3 separate regions of the Mus musculus genome follow, and regions 2 and 3 are each linked to region 1. A link is a contact called in public Hi-C and HiChIP or PLAC-seq data. All regions are on one chromosome and are shown on one strand. The core of a region is the stretch at or near the end of the contact, and the rest is flanking DNA. Distances in the headings are between cores, read along the strand shown. Region 1 overlaps Maml1 (mastermind like transcriptional coactivator 1). Region 2 overlaps Tbc1d9b (TBC1 domain family, member 9B). Region 3 has its middle 6.4 kb from the start of Hnrnph1.

Region 1 (3,977 bases), core at 582-3,081:
GAGCAGGTGAATGCATCCGGAGACAGAGTGAACTGACATACTTCCGAGGCAGCCTGTACTCACAGTGACTTCGGAACCTAACCCCTGCTGTTCTTGAGGAGAGATGAACAGCTCAGGCCTCTCGTTCCCAAATGGCCTTTTGCCATTTATTGTTTAAGATGGGGTCTTGCTTTGTAGTTTCGGTTAGCTGTGTGACTCCTGCCTCTATGCTGAGAGAGCTAAGATGACTCTGTGCCTCCAAGCCTGGGTATTGAGGGTTTTTTTTTTTCCCCATCTGTTTGTTTTGTATTTGAAAGAAAGTCTCACTATCACCTAGCATAGTCTTAAGCTCCCAGATTCAAGCAGCCATCCCTCCTCAGCCTTTTAAGTAGCAAGCAGCTCGGCACTGTATGGTACTTTTTGGTTTTGTATAGTGTTGGAGATTGAAACCAGGGCTTTGATGTGCTAAGCAAAGACTCCAGTGAGCTGCATCACCAGCCCTGTAACCTATGTTTTGAAGCAAATCCCAACAATATCAGAAGTGAGGCCTGGGGGCAGGAGAAGTGGCTCAGCAGTTTAGCTGCTCTTCAAAGGATCCAAGTTCAATTCCCAGCAACCACATGGTTCTTCACAACTACTTTTCCAGATCCATGTGATCTGATGCCCTCTTCTGGCCCCTATGGGACTGCATGCTTGTGATGCACAGACATACATACAGGCAAACATTCATACTCAGGGTGTGGTGCATGCCTTTAATCTGTGAGTTCCAGGCCAGCCTGGTATACAAACTGAGTTCCAGGACAGCCAGGGAGGGCTCCATTACATAGAGAAATCTTGTCTTGAAAAATAAAATTAAATAAATAAATAAAGTAAATAAGGTTGAAAAGAGAATCAGACATGGTACAGAAGCAGGAGGATTAAGGCCAGCCTGGGCTATAAAGCAAGACTGTGTATCAAAAACAAAACAAAAGAACATGTACTGTTCTTAGAACCTGGGTTTGGTTTGTAGCTCCCATACCAGGCAGCTCACAAGCACCTATGACTCCAGCTTCAGGCAATCCAACATATTCATTCATGTTCGCACATAAATAGAAATAAAAAATTCTTAAAAATAAAAAGAGGAAAATCCAAGGGGAAAAAGTTGGCAAGGAAAAAGTGGATAAGGATATATCGCCAAGTTTGACAACCTGAGTTCAGTTTCCAGGGCCCACATGGTGGGAAAGAGCTATTGGACTCTCCCCCAAGTTGTCCACACACATGCCTTGCTACATGCACACACAATCCCACAAACACATAAACAAATGTAAAAAAACAATTTTTTTAAGGAAGAAAAGGAGGCAGGCATGGTGGTACATACTTTTTAATTCCAGTACCCAGAAGGCAGAGGCAGAAGCAGAGGCAGATGGATCTCTTGAGTTTGAGGAGTCTGGTCTACAGAGCAAGTTCCAGTACAACCAGGGCTACACAGAGAAACCCTATCTCAAAAAACTGGGGCATTGGGGGATGGGTGGGTAGGTGGGTGGGTGGGTGGTGGAATTTGGAGGACCACTGCAGACGTCCCAATATCAGAATAATAGAAATTACAGTAGGAAAATAAAGTGGGAAATTACCTATATAACTTAATTTTGACAGCTGCAGGGAATGATCTGTCATTAAAGGGTGTGCCTGTGCCCAGACTTAGGTTAGTAAAATAGAGCCATGTCAGTCATGCCATCTCAAAGTTCTGGAAAGAGGGTCCCTTGTGACCCACACCAGCAGTAGAAAACAGGAAGACAGCTGAACAGAGCTTCAGAGTCCTGAGGGGATCTAGGGCAATGGTAAGTGAGGAAGTATGAGCTGGGCATGTGGGAGGAGCTGAATTTGCTTCCCTAGCACACAGTCCATGCTGGGTGAGCGTGGGGGCTCACTGTGGAGCAGAGACAGATGGGCGAGGGCACTTAGCTGGACTTGTCAGAGTACTGAAGTCTGGAGTCACCTGAGAGACCCTGGCTCAGTGGATAAGGTGGTCAGTGATTGAGAAAGATACCTGAATTCAACCTCAGGCCTCTACACACACACACACACACACACACCCCACCCCCACATGCTGCATGTGTGTGGGTCAGAAGGCACTTCCAGGGTTCTGGGGAATAACCTCAGGTTGTTAGGCTTGGAAGCAGGCATATTTACTCACTGAATCATCTAGCTGCCCCTCCCTCGGTTTTAAATAAGAGCTTTAGTGTGATAGTAGTCACATGCTGCCTCATTCTCCCATTTTAGATACCTAGTTCAGTGGGCATGCTAGTCTATTCATAGAGTTGAGCAGTTGTACGTCACTTACAGAACGTGTTCCTAGTAAGAAATGCTACATCTCCTTCAGCTCTTCCTCTCTTCTACAGCCCCCCTCCTCCTCCTCCTCCTTCCTTCCTTCTCCTTTCAGTCCCTGGCAACCACTCAGTCTGTCTACCTTTCAAACTGAGTTTGAGAAGGAATTAGCTCTCCATGCTCACCCTTTATGCCTCCTCACCTGGTAACTTCTGCTTAGGGAATTTAACCAGGGACCCTCTAATTGCTGGTCTGCTGCTCATGTACAGTGCTTACCTTTCTGTTGTATTTGGCCTGCCTTTCTCCTTTATGCTCTGTTTTCTTCTGTCCTCTTGCTTGCTTCCCTTTTCCTGAGTGATAAGGTGTGCTATTAATGTTCCAGCCATGTCCTGCTAATGTCTCTCTCCACAGCACACAGTCAGTATCACTCACTGTTCCTAGATATGACGTGGGAATCCCACAGCCATTTCTTCATGGGTGAGATGAAACTCACCTTGTTCCTCATCGAGGAGGAAGAGGAAGAAGATGATAAAAAGGCATTCGAACTTGCTAGAAAGCCCTACTTCTTTTAAGTAAACTAAACCTTCCAAGTTGTCTTCAGCCTAACTAAAATAGTTCCTTCCCCACTCATAAGGCCTTCTCATCTTTCAGACATTAGTTACACTACTTCAGGATCTGAGAATGTGTCTCTGTTGGTTGAGTCACCCTCAGCTAAAAGAACTTCAAGGCCAGCCTGGGCTACATGAGCTAGTTTAAAAGAGAAAGGGGAGAGACTGCTGGACAGAGTGGCCTTTCCATACTACTTTTGTAGTTTCCTCTTAATCTAAAATGAATTCACAGTAAACACTTAAGGACAATGGAGGCAGGCAGTACCAGTGTACTTGATAAACCTGTTCTCTTCCTAAAAGAAAACAATGTGGGCTGGAGAGATGGCTCAGTAGTTAAGAGCACTGACTGCTCTTGCAGAGGTCCTGAGTTCAATTCCCAGCAACCACATGGTGGCTCACAACCATCTGTAATGGGATTGGATGCCTTCTGGTGTGTCTGAAGATAGCTACAGCGTACTCACATACATGAAACAAATAAATCTTTTTTAAAAAAGAAAAGAAAAGAATGCAATGTGCATTTGCAGCATGGCGACAGTCCCAGCCTTCGGGATGGCAAGGCAGGACAGTCAAAAGTTCAAGACCCGACCCACAATAACACTCCAAAAAGTTTTTAGGCACCAAACTGTAAAGTCGGCTGGAGGGACCTTGCCATCCTCAGAATGTCTCTGGCAAGTGGGAGGGACCTCCAGAGGCCTCATGTACTCCCTGTGCTGGGCTGTTTGCACCCTAATGGGCAACTATTTTAAACTACAGGCAAATGACATAAAAGAGGTAAAATCCTAACAACAGGGTATGTTAGAGGCAGTTCTGTTGTATTTCTTTTTCGTGTTGTTTGTTTTGAGGGATTCTGTGGGTAGCCCAGGTTGTCCTGGAACTTTCTCTGTAGAACTAACTCAAGTCTGGCCTCGAACTCAGAGATAATGCCTGCCTCTACCTCCTGAGTATTGGGATTAAAAAGATGTACAGCAGTACTGCCTAGCTCCTTATGTCTCTCTCCCTCTCTCTCTCTCTCTCTCTCTCTCTCTCTCTCTCTCTCTCTCTCTCTCTCTCTCTCTCTTTGTTTTTTTGATTTTGAGATAGGGTTTC
Region 2 (3,977 bases), core at 553-3,052, 120 kb after region 1:
GTTGGGCTATAAGGAATTCAGGGTAAGTGAGAGGGTGAGGTAGGGAGTGAGCTGAAAGCCAGGTTTGGGACTTGGAAAGCTCCTTTGTGCAGAGGAAAACCATGAGAGGGGGGATGTCCCCATGCCCAGGGGAGGGCAGGGTCAGATCTGACCAGAGTCCTGTGGGGTATGAAAGAGACTAGAGTGGAGACCCACATGATCACCTGAAGCAGGCCCTGGCCCAGAAAGGTTTAGCTGTGCACTGAGACAGTAGGGATGCCAGGAGAACCTGGGTGGGACGAGCTTGAGGAAGCCAGGGGAAGTGTGAGCTTGGTGATAGGTTCCTTTAGCCATGCCACAAGCCTGGTATGGGTCTGCTCTGTCGGGGAATGGGCACTGAGCTTGGAGGAGATGACTAGGACAGCTTTGTGAAACAAGCACTTCCCTGCCTTGGCTAGAGGTTGGAGGTCTTGCTGTGCCACTGTCCCCTGACATCAACATGAGTGTCACCCACTGGACGACTGCTCGGGGTCAGTTTCCGAGACTACAGCTGAGTGGCAGCCTGCAGCTCAGTACACTCAGGCCCACCAGCTCTCCTCTTTGCTTCCAGCATCTTGAATCCCACCAGGACAGTTGTGCCCTGCTCCTGGCTCATCTCTCGACCTAGTCTAGTACTTGGCACATAGCATAGGATGTTGGCTGAGGGCTGGGGAGGGGAGGGCTCTCTGCCAACTTCCTGGAAGCAGAAGCCGCCCCCAGCATGGTCACCTGCCCAGCACGGTCATGGCCTCGCCCTCGTCATTGCAGTCCAGCAGCTGCTCCACGTTGGCGTCCAGCACAGCCAGGGCCACCTGCAGGATCACCTTGATGCCCTCGTAGAAGAAGCAGTCGACAATGACCACGGCGCTCTCAAAGGGCATGACGCTGAGGAAGAGGGTCAGGAACCAGGACAGCGAGATGCTGGAGATCACCCCCAGCTCTTGCATCTTCTCTGAGAGCCGGGGCAGGACATCTCTCGTGAGCTCTTCAAAGATGCCCTGGTCTACGAGGGCTCCTGAGGAGGACAAGAGGCCAAATACAAGCACCGCTCCAGGGCCCTGAGCAGACACCCTGTAGAATCCCAGGGCCTGGGGTATAGGAACACTATGTGGTTCCTGTCTAAACTCAACCCTGCCATCTCAGCTTATAGTGAGGCCCTGAGAGGTGTGCATATGCAGAAAACAGAAAGAAACAAATTACTTTGCAATCATTCTTTCTATAGCTTACACACCATTGTGTGGAAAGGAACACTTGCTCAATATACAGTGGTCCCTTGGCATCCATGAGGATACACACAGGGGGTATATAGTAGCATCAGGGAACCTAGGCACACACTGTTGTATACTTTTTTTTTAGATTTATTAATTAATTAATTAATTAATTATATGTAAAGTACACTGTAGTTGTCTTCAGACGCACCAGAAGAGGTCATCAGATCTCATTACGGGTGGCTGTGAGCCACCATGTGGTTGCTGGGATTTGAACTTCAGACCTCTGGAAGAGCAGTCTGGTGCTCTTACCCACTGAGCCATCTCACCAGCCCCAAAGATTTATTTATTTATTATATATAAGCACACTGTAGCTATCTTCAGACACTCCAGAAGATGGAGTCAGATCTTACGGATGGTTGTAAGCCACCATGTGGTTGCTGGGATTTGACCTCAGGACCTTCAGAAGAGCAGTCAGTACTCTTAACCACTGAGCCACCTCTCCAGCCTCCTACTCTTGTATACTTTAAGTTACTTCTGGATGACTCATAATACCTACTATGGTGTAATGCTATGAAAAGCTATGCAGCTATTATATCCTGTCTGGAGAAGAACAAGGGGACAAGTCTGGGTGTGTTCAGTACAGATGGAGTTTCTTCTGTGCGTTTCTGTTCAGTGCTTGGCTGAATCCATGGACATAGAGCCTATGGCTACAGATGTCTGACTTTCAGGAAATGTTGACTTTACCCCCTAGAAACAACAGAAGCAAGCAGTGGTTTCCCTCCCCTCTCCCAATGCTCTGAACATATACAAAGCTGAAGGCCCCCACGAGTGGTGACCCTGGACACCAAACAGCAGAGGACAGCTGAGAGCTAAAACACAGGTGTGCTGAGACAGTCTGTAAGCCATTTCCTTTTGACGACATGGATTTTACTGGATGTGAGTGCCTGAGAGTAGAACTGGACCACTGACCGGGACACGGGTAGACTACATGCTCTAGTTCTGAAACTTGAAATGTCTGAGGCAAAGAGACCTAGGAAACATGGATGGAGATTTGGGCTCTAGATGGCTTTTAAAACCCACTGAATGTGAGATGTCCTCTGACTCAGTCCGGTCGTCCTGGGAACGACCTCACGAGGTCTAGGTGGGAGCTGGACCCTGGAGGCAGAGGGCTGGTTGTCTGTGCTTCTCTCATTTCTGGCAAGATCCATTTTTAGCTTCTAGTCTGTAAGGTAGGAGCCTGCATGATGGCTGTGAGGTGCAGGGAAGCTAGGGTGGAGTGGCCAGGGGAAGGTCAAACACACCCACGTGGAGCTCCTGAGCTCCTTGAATCCCTATGGACACTCACCCACTACCCTGGTGTTGTAGTAGTCGGGCAGCATGCGCTCACACAGGGCCACCAGCAGCCAGAAGGCTTCCTCCTCACTGCCGTAGAGCAGGAGCACGGAAGTCACGATGTTCATTGCCTGCCAGGAAGAGACAGTACAAGTGTGTCTCAGCGTGTCTGTCTCACTCTGCTGGCCACAGAGCAAAATGGCCTGCCCCTTCAGAGAGGTCCAGCACCCAGTACCAAGAAACAGCCCCTGACCAACCCTGGGAAATCTGCCAATAAGCCAATTTGCAAGAAATCAATGAGACAGAGACAGACAGACAGCTCAGTCAAGTGGGTTAGAAGGCATTAAGAAAAAAGAGACAAGACATCAGCCAACACTTCCACTTAGTGGGCTGGGTCAAGTTGATGTGTGGGTGTGTAGCTAGAGCCCTGCAGCGGGGGAAGAGGGTTTACACAACATTAGCTGGTAACAAAGAGAAGCATAAAAGGGGGCAAGTTATTTTAAAAAGTTATTTCAAGCCAATCTGCTGGCCTCTATGAATTGGTAGCGTGATGCAGAACACTGGTCTTACAACTAAGTTTTAGGAAACCAGTTTCCTTAAAATCCAGATACAAGCTAAGGCTGACAGAAAACCATTTGACGTGGCTAGGAAAAGTCTACTAGATTCAAAGTCAAAAGCCACCAGAAACGTAAATCGAAATCTTAGTGAGATAGTCTACCACTCCTGTGTGTATAAAACCAGCAAGCGTTAAGAGGAACAGGACCCTTGTGACCAACTGGTGACAAAGCAGAGGTGGCAGCTGCTGTGGGAATGAGGAACGTGTGTCCTAGAAGGCGCACAGACCGCCATGCAGCAATCTGACCTCTGGGGTCGCAGCCAGTGGCCTGAAGGCAGAGATTGAACACTCATGCACTGAGCTTCACAGCAGCCTTAGGTGCAACAGTCCAGTGGTCAAGTGACCCAGCTGTCCATCAAGAGCCGGGGAGAGAAATCATATACAGCTACAGCGGAATAACATCCAGCTTTAAAAATAAAGCTTGCTTTATTTTTAAATCACATTCTTGCTGAAATGTGATGGCTCTTGGGGACAGTAGGTAAACAGCCAGATGCAAAAGGATAAATGATGGTCTCAGGGGACCCCGGGTCAAGTCTCACTCAGCATCTGTGGCTTTTCTCAGCATTTCTCGCCCCACCCATGCACTAAACCTCTGCAGCCCAGGGGCTGGGCTTCCTTCCCTTCCTTCCCTTCCCGCAGCTTCTGACCCCACCTCAGCTATTTGGCTCGGCAGTGTCTCTCCATCCTCAGCTCCTCTCTTTCCTCCCTCTCTCCCCTTCCTTTCTCAGTTTTCCCTGGCTCTCTCCTCTCATGGCCAGGCTTATTCTGCTGGCCCAGGTCAGGCTGGGCCCTTCCAGACG
Region 3 (3,977 bases), core at 435-2,934, 95 kb before region 1:
GAAAAACAGAAAAGGAAAGAAGAAAAGAATATCACAGATTTTAAAAGAATTAAATTTATAGTTGGGAGATTTGGATTTCTCTTTTGAGAAAATTTCTACATTGTAGCCTAGGTTAACTTGGAACTCAGCATGTAGCCCAAGATAGCCAGCCTAGAGCTCACTATGTAACCCAGACTAACTATGAATTGCCAGTCCTCCCATCTCTCTCAGCCTGTGGGTACTGGGACAGGAGGTAAGGGCTACTGTGCCTTGTTGAAAGATTTAAGCTTAAAATTGTAAAAAGCTGGGGTTAGCAAAATTGCCCGGTGGTTAAGAACATCTGTTCCTCTAGGGGACCTGAGTTCAAGTTCTAGCACCTATGTTAGGTGGCCATCACTGTGGTTCCAGGGTACACACAGGGGCAGACACATAATTAAAACTTGTTTTAATGTATGAAAAGCTTCAAAGCAGGGTATGATCACACAGGAATTTAATGCCAGCAGTTGAAAGACGGGGTGGGGGTGGGGGGATTTCTGTGAGTTCAAGGCCAGCTGGTTTACAAAGTGAGTTCTAGGACAGTCAGGGCAACAGAGAAATCCTGTCTCTGAGGAGAAAAAAAAAAAGAAAGTAGAGAAGCCAAAGGTTCTCAGAATGTATGTTTAGTACATTTTGATGCTATTAATTACATGAAGATATATTTTAAAAATTCTTTGCTTGAGCTAGAGTGCTAGGATTAAAGGTGTGTGCCCTCAGGCTCAGCAGCAGGAATTGCGGAAACCTGAAGAAAAGTGGGTGTAGTACTCAGGTTCCTGAAATACACAGAATTGCACACATACATGGAAACAGATACCTGAGCAAGTAGCCTAAAGTGTTCTCATAGACTATCCTTCCATAGTGGGGACACAAACGGATTTCTCTTGTTCTTCTCAGTATTTGTAACTGCCATAATGCTGAACGCTCAGTTACTTATGGATCTAAATTTTTAGCAAATAGTCCTAGTAGCACTCTGGAGGCAGAGGCAGGAGGACCACAAGTTTGAGACCAGCCTGATCCTAAGAGGGAGTTCTGTAGTTTCATGGGGACATGGAGAGACTCTGTCTCAAAAACAAACAAACAAAAAAAATTGGGGGCTAGAGAAATGACTTAGAGATGAAGGGCACTGCCCAGAGGATCTGGCTTTAATTCCCAGCACCCACATGGCAGCTCACAATTGTCAACTCCAGCTCCAGGGGACTCAATAGACCTGCCTACATACAGGCAAACACCAGTGCACTGAAAATAATTAAAAAAAAAAAAAAATTGGATGGATGGATGGATGGATGGATGGATTATAGGATTTTAAAATTCAGAGTTGTAAGGATTATCAGAACACTGAGTGGAAAGGGAACCGAGGGTTCAGTTCAGTGGGAGAGCGTTTACCTAGCTTGTCACGGATTCTATCCCCAGCAAGGCTAAAATATTAAAGGAGCAGCAGCACCAGGGCTTGAAGCTCCCTCCTTCCCCCGCAGGGTCTGCTCAGATGACAGTTTCTCAAAGCTTCCGTGACCTAGGAAGAGCAGCGGGAGAGCAAGGTGGGTTCCCGTGGGGCTCGCCCTGCCACCCCCTTGGTCTAAATGGAATAGTTCTCCCTCCCAATGCCAGGCGATGGCTGGCAACCATTTTAAACTGGTCAATGAGAATCGGTGTGGGAAGACATCTCACAGCTCCGGCCCTGATCCTCGCCCGCTACCGTCAAGGTCTGCGGTTTTGCGCCCTCTTCAGTTCACTCGGCGTCTTCCTTTAAAAGAAAAAAAAAAAAAGTCTTTGTTTCGAATTATTTGGCTTTTGTATGTTTTTCTTTGTTTTGGTTTTTTTTGGGGGGTGTGTGGGGTGGGGGGAGTATTAGCAATGACACCCCTCTAGAGCCTTGCCAGCTTAGGCAGATGCTCTAAGCTGCACCCCTAGCCCAACTAACAGATTTTGAATCTTGTGGAAAGTGGTCCTGGCTTCCTAACGCCTCAGCCAAGGTCACTCCCTGCAATTAAGTCTCAAGCTGTGTATAAAATGTACTGAGGGCTAATATTCTTTAAAAGAATATTTTAAAAGGGATAAAATATACATAACACAAAGCCATTTTTAGCAGTTTGTTCTGTGGGGTCATGTGGCACACAAGGCCGTCATGGCTCCCGGGTAGCTGAGGAGGACCCTGAGCCCCACAGTTGATCCTGCCTGTTTCATACACCCGGCCAGTTTTGTCCACTACTGCTGACTAGCCCAGGCCTTCATGAATGCCAGGCAACACACTCCTCGACATTCCCAGGCCCGTTTTTAACCCTTCCCTTTCCTTCGTGGTTTTTTGTTTTGTTTTGTTTTGTTTTGTTTTGTTTTGTTGATTTTTCGAGACAGGGTTTCTCCGTGTAGCCCTGGCTGCCCTGGAGCTCACTTTGTAGACCAGGCTGGCCTCGAATTCAGAAATCCGCCTGCCTCTGCCTCCGGAGTGCTGGGTCCTTCGTGTATTTTTAAACAATCGTTTTAATTTATGTGTATGAGTGCTTTGCCTACATCTGTGCCTGGTGCCCACGGAAGCCAGAAGAGGGCATTGGATCCCCTAGGAGCTACAGACAGTTATGAGCAGCCTTGTGGGGGCTAGGAATGGAACCTGGGTCCCCTGGAAGAGCCTTCTGTGCTCTGAATCCTGGAGCCATCTCTCCTGCCCTCTTGTTTTTGTTTTTTTGAGACTAGGTCTCAGCATGTTTCTCTTCTGACTGGCCTGAAAATTACAGAGATCCTTCTACCTCTGCCTCCTGAGCTAGGGTTAAGGGCTTGTTACCCAGAAACCATTCTATTTGTTTGTTTTGGGTTTTTTGGTTTTTGGTTTTTGGTTTTTTTGGGACAGGGTTTCTCTGTGTAGCCCTGGCTGTCCTGGAACTCACTCTGTAGACCAGGCTGGCCTCGAACTCAGAAATCTGCCTGCCTCTCTCTGCCTTCTGAGTGCTGAGATTAAAGGCGTGCGCCACCATGCCCGGGGAAACCCTTCTATTTTAAAAAATTATTATTGTGCACGCATCTCGTGCCTATGTGTGTATGATGTCCACGTGTGCATGTACAGAGGCTAGAGGACACCTTTTGGAAGTCTCTTCTTGTACCAGGGGTCAGACCCAGGTCGGCAGGCTCTGCACAGCACATGCATTTTACCTGCTGAGCCATCGCACCACCCCACTTAACCATTCTCAAAAGTCTTCACTCATCCTCTGGACAAAATCCTCACCATGGAAAGCCATCCCAGAGCGCTCGCTCCCACTGCTCCCAGCACCGCACTGCTTGCTGCAGCACCCTTGTCTGTCTTTCTGTTCTCACATTCCTTCTGCTATTTTCCTGCGGGTCTGCTTTCCTATGAGGCCCATGCCCTGCCAGTCTATGTTTGGGCTCATTTTCCTCGATGAAGTCCAACAAATCATAAGTCACCAAGCGGCTTCAGAATCCCAAAGCAAAGATGCCGGGCTGATGGTTAAGTGTAGCTGCTGGTTTGAGGAAGTCCCTATGAGGTTGGTAACACCAGACTCTGGGTGTGTCCCTGTGGCTATTTCCAAAGATAATTAGATCATGAGGGCTCTGGCTGAATGATGGCTTAATCGCTTGATGGATTCTTAATATGGGAGGCTTGCTTACAGTTTCAAAGGGTGAGTCATTGTGGCAAAGAGTGTGGAGGCAGGCAGATGTGATGCTGGAGCAGGCCATGAGAGAGAGAGAGAGAGAGAGAGAGAGAGAGAGAGAGAGAGAGAGAGAGAGACAGGACCACCCACAGTGACACATCTTCAACAAAGCCACACCTGCTACAAGGTCACACCTCCTAATCCTTCCCATCCATTCACTGGGGCAAAGGACTGAACCTCTGGGGGCCATCCTCTTCAAACCACTTCTCATGGCCTTATAAGTGAGGCCTAGTTGGTGGAAGTAAGTAGATCACTGGCATGTGTGTTCTTGGAGACTGTACCTGGCTCTGGCCTCCTCTATGTTCA

What was found. A called contact is a pair of places that touch in the nucleus more often than the background predicts. HiChIP or PLAC-seq counts read pairs in DNA pulled down with a chosen protein or histone mark.
Region 2: an H3K27ac HiChIP or PLAC-seq map of microglia shows a contact between it and region 1, with 2.9 times the contacts expected there. The contact joins two enhancer-like sites. A contact is called at or near these places in 3 of 39 promoter capture datasets (the 3T3-L1 cell line, hippocampal neurons and liver), 19 of 484 Hi-C or Micro-C datasets (B cells, the C2C12 cell line, the HL-1 cell line and 14 more), 4 of 115 datasets of contacts at active chromatin or transcription factors (the HPC-7 cell line, bone marrow-derived dendritic cells, embryonic stem cells and 1 more) and 3 of 9 other capture datasets (adipose tissue, embryonic stem cells and liver).
Region 3: a contact with region 1 is called in a Hi-C map of bone marrow-derived macrophages, with 65 read pairs. The contact joins two enhancer-like sites. A contact is called at or near these places in 18 of 39 promoter capture datasets (the 3T3-L1 cell line, 3T3-L1-derived adipocytes, the C10 cell line and 9 more), 4 of 15 datasets of contacts at CTCF or cohesin (CD8 T cells, the G1E-ER4 cell line, large pre-B cells and 1 more), 74 of 484 Hi-C or Micro-C datasets (the 3T3-L1 cell line, the AML12 cell line, B cells and 46 more), 19 of 115 datasets of contacts at active chromatin or transcription factors (the 230-238 cell line, the HPC-7 cell line, the SCID.adh cell line and 12 more) and 5 of 9 other capture datasets (adipose tissue, embryonic stem cells, liver and 2 more).

The regions. Positions count from the first base shown.
Region 1 is chr11:50,273,900-50,277,876 of GRCm38.p6, reverse strand. The region is part of intron 1 of Maml1 (mastermind like transcriptional coactivator 1); the gene reads left to right. Among named protein-coding and RNA genes, the nearest start is that of Maml1, 16 kb to the left of the region's middle. Within about 2 kb of position 1,831, at least 144 of the 459 cell types and tissues checked have an H3K27ac peak or open chromatin away from gene starts, as enhancers often do. A contact at or near this core is called in B cells, the C2C12 cell line, the HL-1 cell line and 11 more, where this site is marked.
Region 2 is chr11:50,153,801-50,157,777 of GRCm38.p6, reverse strand. It overlaps Tbc1d9b (TBC1 domain family, member 9B), which reads right to left. Exons shown (of 22, transcript NM_001290760.1): 11 at 2,575-2,692; 12 at 748-1,033. Among named protein-coding and RNA genes, the nearest start is that of Mrnip, 19 kb to the left of the region's middle. Within about 2 kb of position 1,802, at least 40 of the 459 cell types and tissues checked have an H3K27ac peak or open chromatin away from gene starts, as enhancers often do. A contact at or near this core is called in the C2C12 cell line, the HL-1 cell line, adipose tissue and 1 more, where this site is marked.
Region 3 is chr11:50,369,243-50,373,219 of GRCm38.p6, reverse strand. No RefSeq gene overlaps it. Among named protein-coding and RNA genes, the nearest start is that of Hnrnph1, 6.4 kb to the left of the region's middle. Within about 2 kb of position 1,684, at least 159 of the 459 cell types and tissues checked have an H3K27ac peak or open chromatin away from gene starts, as enhancers often do. A contact at or near this core is called in B cells, the HL-1 cell line, the HPC-7 cell line and 9 more, where this site is marked.